Linked DNA regions of Mus musculus: region 1 is linked to region 2. A link is a contact called in public HiChIP or PLAC-seq data. All regions are on one chromosome and are shown on one strand. Each heading gives the region's core, a stretch centred on a gene start, on an enhancer-like site or on the middle of the called end of the contact. The rest is flanking DNA. Distances are from core to core; before and after follow the strand shown.

Evidence for each region. HiChIP or PLAC-seq counts read pairs in DNA pulled down with a chosen protein or histone mark.
Region 1: a RAD21 HiChIP or PLAC-seq map of pro-B cells shows a contact between it and region 2, with 10 times the contacts expected there. The contact joins two enhancer-like sites. A contact is called at or near these places in 1 of 15 datasets of contacts at CTCF or cohesin (pro-B cells) and 1 of 115 datasets of contacts at active chromatin or transcription factors (large pre-B cells).

Annotation. Positions count from the first base shown.
Region 1 is chr8:81,806,080-81,809,388 of GRCm38.p6, forward strand. All of the region lies in intron 7 of Inpp4b (inositol polyphosphate-4-phosphatase, type II), which reads left to right. Among named protein-coding and RNA genes, the nearest start is that of Gm25267, 350 kb to the right of the region's middle. Within about 2 kb of position 1,687, at least 36 of the 459 cell types and tissues checked have an H3K27ac peak or open chromatin away from gene starts, as enhancers often do. A contact at or near this core is called in pro-B cells, where this site is marked.
Region 2 is chr8:81,078,392-81,082,118 of GRCm38.p6, forward strand. No RefSeq gene overlaps it. Among named protein-coding and RNA genes, the nearest start is that of Gm9725, 48 kb to the left of the region's middle. Within about 2 kb of position 1,625, at least 24 of the 459 cell types and tissues checked have an H3K27ac peak or open chromatin away from gene starts, as enhancers often do. A contact at or near this core is called in pro-B cells, where this site is marked.

The DNA.
Region 1 (3,309 bases), core at 437-2,936, 730 kb after region 2:
TGTCTAAGCACCCTATGAGTTGGTAGGTGTAAGAATCAGTGTCCATATTTGCTGAGACCAAACCCCACAGCTCCGAGGGAGCTTGTGGCCCATGGTGAACAACATGTGCTTGTGGCCCATGGTGAACAACATGCCAGAGTACATTTAGCAGATGGGACTTCACTGGTGAGATTTCTATTTGGGTGGTTTGGGGATTTTGAAAAATCAAATGCATCTTTCTTGAATTTTTATATGCTTGCTGTAGCATTTAGGTTTTGTTCTGTGACCTTAGCTACAATACACTAATTAAATCACATAGTAGAGAAATGACTTGACTTATTAAATACAAGTTGATTTGGAAAGAAATTTCATTGACAATAAATTGTTGCAAATAAAGATGCACAGAGCTCTGTACTTAGGGACACATCAGAAACCATATATCAAAGAAAGTGGGATTTTGAGAGTAAGAAAATGCATGCAAAATGATATTCTATGATGTTCACATATCATAATATACTAATTGAGAAAGAATTAGAGCTAGTGTGTTTAAATACCATGGCCAGTTCACCAGAAACACCCAAAGTCTCTCTCTCTCTCTCTCTCTCTCTCTCTCTCTCTCTCTCTCTCTCTCTCTCTTTCTCTCTCTGTGTGTGTGTGTGTGTGTGTGTGTGTGTGTGTGTGTGTGTGTGTGTGTGTGTGTGTGTGTACTAGAGAGAGACAGGGACAGAGAATGGGGGTAATATGGGGTGCTGGTTAGGTATGGTTGCTACATGGAAGGAATGGAGTCTGTGAGCCATAGTTGCTAGATTGACTTCTTAAGGCCACTGAAAGGCCCAGTCCTGCAAACACAGTCCCTACAGTGTCATAACATCTGACCAGTCAGGTCAAACTTCCCCCTCTCTCCCTCCTCCTCTCTCTGCCCTGTCCTTACTTCAGGAACAGGGAGGAGAAGAGCCTGGAGCTCCCCCTAGAGGCTAACACACACTTGCCAATTAGAGATGCTGTATTATATATAGCAATGCTAGTGTTTTCAGCCTTGACAATTTAATGATAAATATGCTACTGTAAGCCCTACTTAATACCCTCAAACTTTTGAAGGATAATGTTAAAATGTTCACAGTTGCACCACATTCATAAAATATTAAAGTATTATGCTTAACATAATTTAGTATTTAGTAGTAGAAGTAGTGGTGTGTGTGTGTGTGTGTGTGTGTGTGTGTGTGTGTGTGTGTGTGTGTGTGTGTGTGTGTGAGCTTGTGGATGCCAGAAGCCAATGTCTAGTGTCTTTACCCCTTTGTGATTTGAAAGTTGCTCACTGAACCTGACGCATATCCATTCTGGCCTCTCATTCTGGCCTCTCAGATGGGTGCGGTTATCTGCCTGTTGGATCTTCTCCACTGGGCTTACAGTCATGAATCCTCACACAGGCATGAGTCCTGGGGATCTGCACTCAGGTCCCCATGCTCCTGTAGCATCTACTTTACCAATGAGCCATCTCTCCTAACTCCACTTTTAAATTATTAGTATGTGTTTTTGGGTAGAGCTCTGAGCATTAGTGATTCAGTGTACAGGGACTCTCTAAAGTGGAGTGATAAAGTTTAATTACCTGAGTGATGGGGAGACACGATGCTATGGATTTCCCAGACAGCACATTCATAACTCAATAGGCTGCTTGTCAGCAAAAGCTGCCATGCACAACTGAGCGCATGACTGCTGTGAGAAACGGCTTCCGGCAGGAAATTCCACTCACCAGTACACAGGGGCACCTTGGAAGCTCTCACTTGCTAACATCTCTCAACGACAGATTGTGATGATATTGGTGTTATAAAATCAGTTTACACTTTCAGAGCCATCTCATTGAAAACGAATAAAGAAGAGAAGCAGAAACATTTGTTTTATTTTGTTTCTTTTTTATCCTCTTTTGATTTCTGTCTATTGTGTGCCATTAGCCCCCAAAAGGAGTTTCAGTATTTAACTAGGATTTTAAATAGGATACCAATTTTCCCACTTATTGGAGTAGGCAAGGTGACTAAGCCTGATAATGCTCTTACCACCAAGCTCAAGAGCCCGAGTTCCACCCCTAGGTCCTACATGGTCAAAGGAGGGAACCAACTCCCATAATTTGTCCTCCAACTTTCATATATGGACCATGATATAAGCATCACTACTACATACATAAACTAAATAAATGTGAAAAAGATATATTGGTGAGTCATAAACATATGGTTGGAAAAATGTATAGTATAGTGTATACATGTGCTAATATATGCACACATGAGATTGTGCATATATTAATTGAATATATTAAAATTTATTTTTAAAATAAAAATTTGTATTCATAACATACAAAACATGTCTTAACATATTCATACAGCATAAGCAATACAAATATAATTGCAACTTTAATTTCCCCCGTGTCAATTCTGATGTTGTGGAAAGAAGAGAAAGGGCTCATGTCTCTGCTTTTACTTTCTTTGGTTGTCTTCCTGTCACTAGTTGCCAAGAGCCACTGAGGAAGTATTTGTGACACTTTCACCAACTTGATTAGGCTTTGACCATTGTCTCCCACTGTGCTGTGCAGGAATTCCTGTAATTTATAAGCACACAAAGCAGCCTTTACAAGCAGAGTCACTGAACAGACAAGAAGAAAGAGAAGTACATTGCTTGGCCAAGCAGAGTAAGGAAACCCCTCTCTGGAGAGCTGGACTGAGTACCCCATAAGAAAGGAGTGTCTGCTTCCATTCTTATTGATCACTTCCATGTCTGCTTCCCTTCTTGCTGTACACTTCCATGTCTGCTTCCGTTTATTATTATTATTATTACTATTATTATTATTAAATTTCTTTATTTACATTTCAAATGTTATCCCCTTTCCTGGTTTTCCCTCCAGAAACCCCCTATCAGATCCCTGCTCCCCAACCCACTCACTCCTGCTTCCTGGCCCTGGCATTCCCCTATACTGGGGCATAGAATCTTCACAGGACCAAGGGCCTCTTCTTGCATTGATGACCAACTAGGCCATCCTCTGCTACATATGCAGCTAAAGCCACAAGTTCCACCATGTGTTTTCGTTGATTGGTGGTTTAGTTCCAAGGAGCTCTGGGGGTACTGGTTAGTTCATATTGTTCCCCCTATAGGGCTGCAAAACCCTTTCAGCTTCTTGGGTCCTTTCTCTAGCTCCTTCATGGGGACCCTGTGCTCTGTCCAATGGATGGCTTTGAGCATCCACTTCTGTATTTGTCAGGTACTGGCAGAGCCTCTCAGGAGATAGCTTTATCAGTCTCCTGTCAGCAAGCTCTTGTTGGCATCCGCAATAGTGTCTGGGTTTGG
Region 2 (3,727 bases), core at 375-2,874:
CCTCTCCTGGGCATATATCCAGAAGATGCCCCAACTGGTAAGAAGGACACATGCTCCACTATGTTCATAGCAGCATTATTTATAATAGCCAGAAGCTGGAAAGAACCTAGATGCCCCTCAACAGAGGAATGGATACAGAAAATGTGGTACATCTACACAATGGAGTACTACTCAGCTATTAAAAAGAATGAATTTATGAAATTCCTAGCCAAATGGATGGACCTGGAGGGCATCATCCTGAGTGAGGTAACACATTCACAAAGGAACTCACACAATATGTACTCACTGATAAGTGGATATTAGCCCAAAACCTAGGATACCCAAGATATAAGATACAATTTCCTAAACACATGAAACTCAAGAAAAATGAAGACTGAAGTGTGGACACTATGCCCCTCCTTAGAAGTGGGAACAAAACACCCTTGGAAGGAGTTACAGAGACAAAGTTTGGAGCTGAGATTAAAAGGTGGACCATGTAGAGACTGCCTTATCCAGGGATCCACCCCATAATCAGCATCCAAACGCTGACACCATTGCATACACTAGCAAGATTTTATCGAAAGGACCCAGATGTAGCTGTCTCTTGTGAGACTATGCCGGGGCCTAGCAAACACAGAAGTGGATGCCCACAGTCAGCTAATGGATGGATCACAGGGCTCCCAATGGAGGAGCTAGAGAAAGTACCCAAGGAGCTAAAGGGATCTGCAACCCTATAGGTGGATCAACATTATGAACTAACCAGTGCCCCGGAGCTCTTGACTCTAGCTGCATATGTATCAAAAGATGGCCTAGTCGGCCATCACTGGAAAGAGAGGCCCATTGGACACACAAACTTTATATGCCCCAGAACAGGGGAACGCCAGGGCCAAAAAGGGGGAGTGGGCGGGTAGGGGAGTGGGGGTGGGTGGGTATGGGGGACTTTTGGTATAGCATTGGAAATGTAAATGAGCTAAATACCTAATAAAAAATGGAAAGAAAAAAAAAAAAAGAGATACTCTTCCAAATTGTTGATTGCTGAATTCCAAATTAGTTCAGCCTTTAAGGAGAGCAGTATGGGATGTCTTTAAAGGAAATAAAAGATAAAATTATCGTACGGTTTCCCAAGCTCACTGCTGTCAGCTGTCAGCGGGAGCGAGCGTGCTGAAGAGATACAGACCCTCATTTTCCTCGCAGCCTTTTTATTCTCAATAGTCAACACCACACTGGCTCAACTGAAGTGAGCAAAAGACAGGAACACACACTTGACAGAATGCAAGTCAACTTTTCATAGGACAGCTACTCATGACCACATAGGAAGACATGGAGACATGCGGGTATTCTATGTGAAACACGCAGGCCTAGAAAAAGATACATGCTGTATTGTCTCACACAGGAAGTCTTAAAACATCAAACTCTGCTAATAAAATAACGATGATGATAAAAAAGACCCTCTCTAGCAGGAGTAGAAAGGTTGTAAACTCTGTCATACATTTGAAAATTGGCAAGAGAGTAAATGGTATTTTCACCATTAAAAGTTAGTAAGCATTACAATGCACATTAATTTAGCCACTGCACGATGCACACGTGTAGACCATAAATGTACAACTTTTACTTGTCTGTTGAAAAACAACAGCTGTGGGTATAAAAAACTGTAGCTTGCACCAAGTGTTCTTTCTCAGCAGCCTAGAATAACAACCCCCTCGGGGAATGGTGCAGGGCAGTTTGCTACCTCACACTGGGAAACAGGTTTGAACCCAGGAGAGGACACTGTGAGCCAGCATTTCTCCTGCGGAGAAGACGAGGGAGGATGAAGCCCAAAAGGATACATACGATTTTGCTCAGTCCCACTCCTCCAGCGGAAGGAAGTACACGGTGTTGTAAATTACTGTTTTAAACCTTGATGTTTTCTTGTGGCTGTCTGGGTAAGATATTTCTTCCTCTTTCACACCAACACCCACTCTCTAGAAATTCCATTCAGGTTAGCAATAAAAACTAAAAGTTATTTAGGAACCGGTCTGCAAAGCCTGCATAGCTTTTGTAGAAAGGAGAAGTTCTGGAAGTGCTCACAGGGAGAAAAGGACTTCGGGGCTGCAGCACTGGAATTCAACATGGCAGAGTGAGCTGGAAACCAGACAGCCAATGGTTCTATTCACACTGTTTTATAATTTAACGCAAGTCTTCCTCCTTTTCTCATTTTCTTATGGCATTTTCATATCTACCAGCTTCAGCTGACCCCTTCATACTTCACCTTCTCCAGGATCTCGCCATCCTCCAGTCTCGGGTTACTCTTTTCCAGCCAAAGTATTCATATGTCATGTGTTCTCATTCCCACCCTGTTCACCGCTCTTTGCTACAGCCTCTTTATCCTGCCCCTTGCTTTATTTCTACTTTGCCCTGACTTGTCTTTGGTGGATACTGGTAAGCCAGACATAAGTCCTATGGAAATGTAAGGGGTCCAAATTATCCCAGGTAAATGTGAGGCGTAAGAATGAAGAGAAATGTGGAACCATGAAAGGAAGCCTGCTTTGTGGTTGAGCTAGGCTTAAACCCCAGAGACCCAGCAGATAACTCTGTAAGGGATGGAAGGAAGTTTGCCACGCTACCAGACACCAGGTCCCAGCTCCATAAGTCTGTGGCCATCAGTCATGTAGGGCACAATGCCCTAAGCCCCTGGCATTCTGTCTGGACTTCACCACAGTTACCTGGCAACAGTCAGTATGCTCCGTCCCATGGTTACCTGGCAACAGCCAGATAGGTCTATTTGCCCCCTCCTCCCTCTCTTATTCTCTTACTTTTGCCCTCTTGCTCCCTCTTTCTCCACATTCCCTTACCCTCTCTGTCCACAAGGCCATGGCCGGCCTACAATAAATGCCTTAAAACCATGGACTGCCTCTTCTCATCGGGATCCGCCATACAGGAGCAATGGAGCAGGTCTTATGCTAAAGACCAGTGTCTAATCTCCCAAGGGAGGCCTCCCAAGCACTCTCAGACATGGCTTCTATCAACACAAGCCAAAGACTCTCCTCCCTGCAGGACCCAGCCGAGCGCTTTCCTCCTGTCCTTTTCCCTTTGGCCCCAGGCCAGATCCAGTCCTTCAAGCCCCTACTCTATTCTCAGCTCTTCCACAGCATCCAGCAGCACCTGCAGTGTCCAAGAGCCTGAGAACCTGTCGTCCTCGGCCTCTGTGCAGGCCTGGGGATCCCGGGCCAACTCTGGCAGGTCCGCAGGGACCTCAGACTGAGCCTCCCCACCCCCAAGCGGGGTCCTGCGGCTTCTCACAGCCTGACACCTGCCAGCGTGGGGTGCTCGAACTCAAACTCCGTGCACTCTGCCTCCATGTGTGGCCCTAGTCCTGTGGCGGGCCAGATGTGGGACCCCACTTTTAACCCACAGAGAAACTCATCCAACACCGTATAGAGCAACTGCCTCACGTGGCAGATAAAATCTAGCAGAGGGCTCTCCAGCTTGTCTAGGAAGAATTGCCCAAGGTGCTTGTCTGCAGAGTCCTTTGTCACATCTTAGACCAGGTGAATTAGGTTCTCCAAGAGAAGGTTCTGGGGATAGATATTTCCAACAAGCTGCTCACTTGACTCTTAAAGTTTGACCAGTGATCACTTTCTTAAAGAAAAATCACTAATAAAGGGAAATGAGGAGTGAAACAATTTTGTATAGGACTAAGCCAAAGTATAAAATAACAATAATCAGATATTTTTATAGAAATTTTCCATCAGGATTTGGAGTCTGCCTT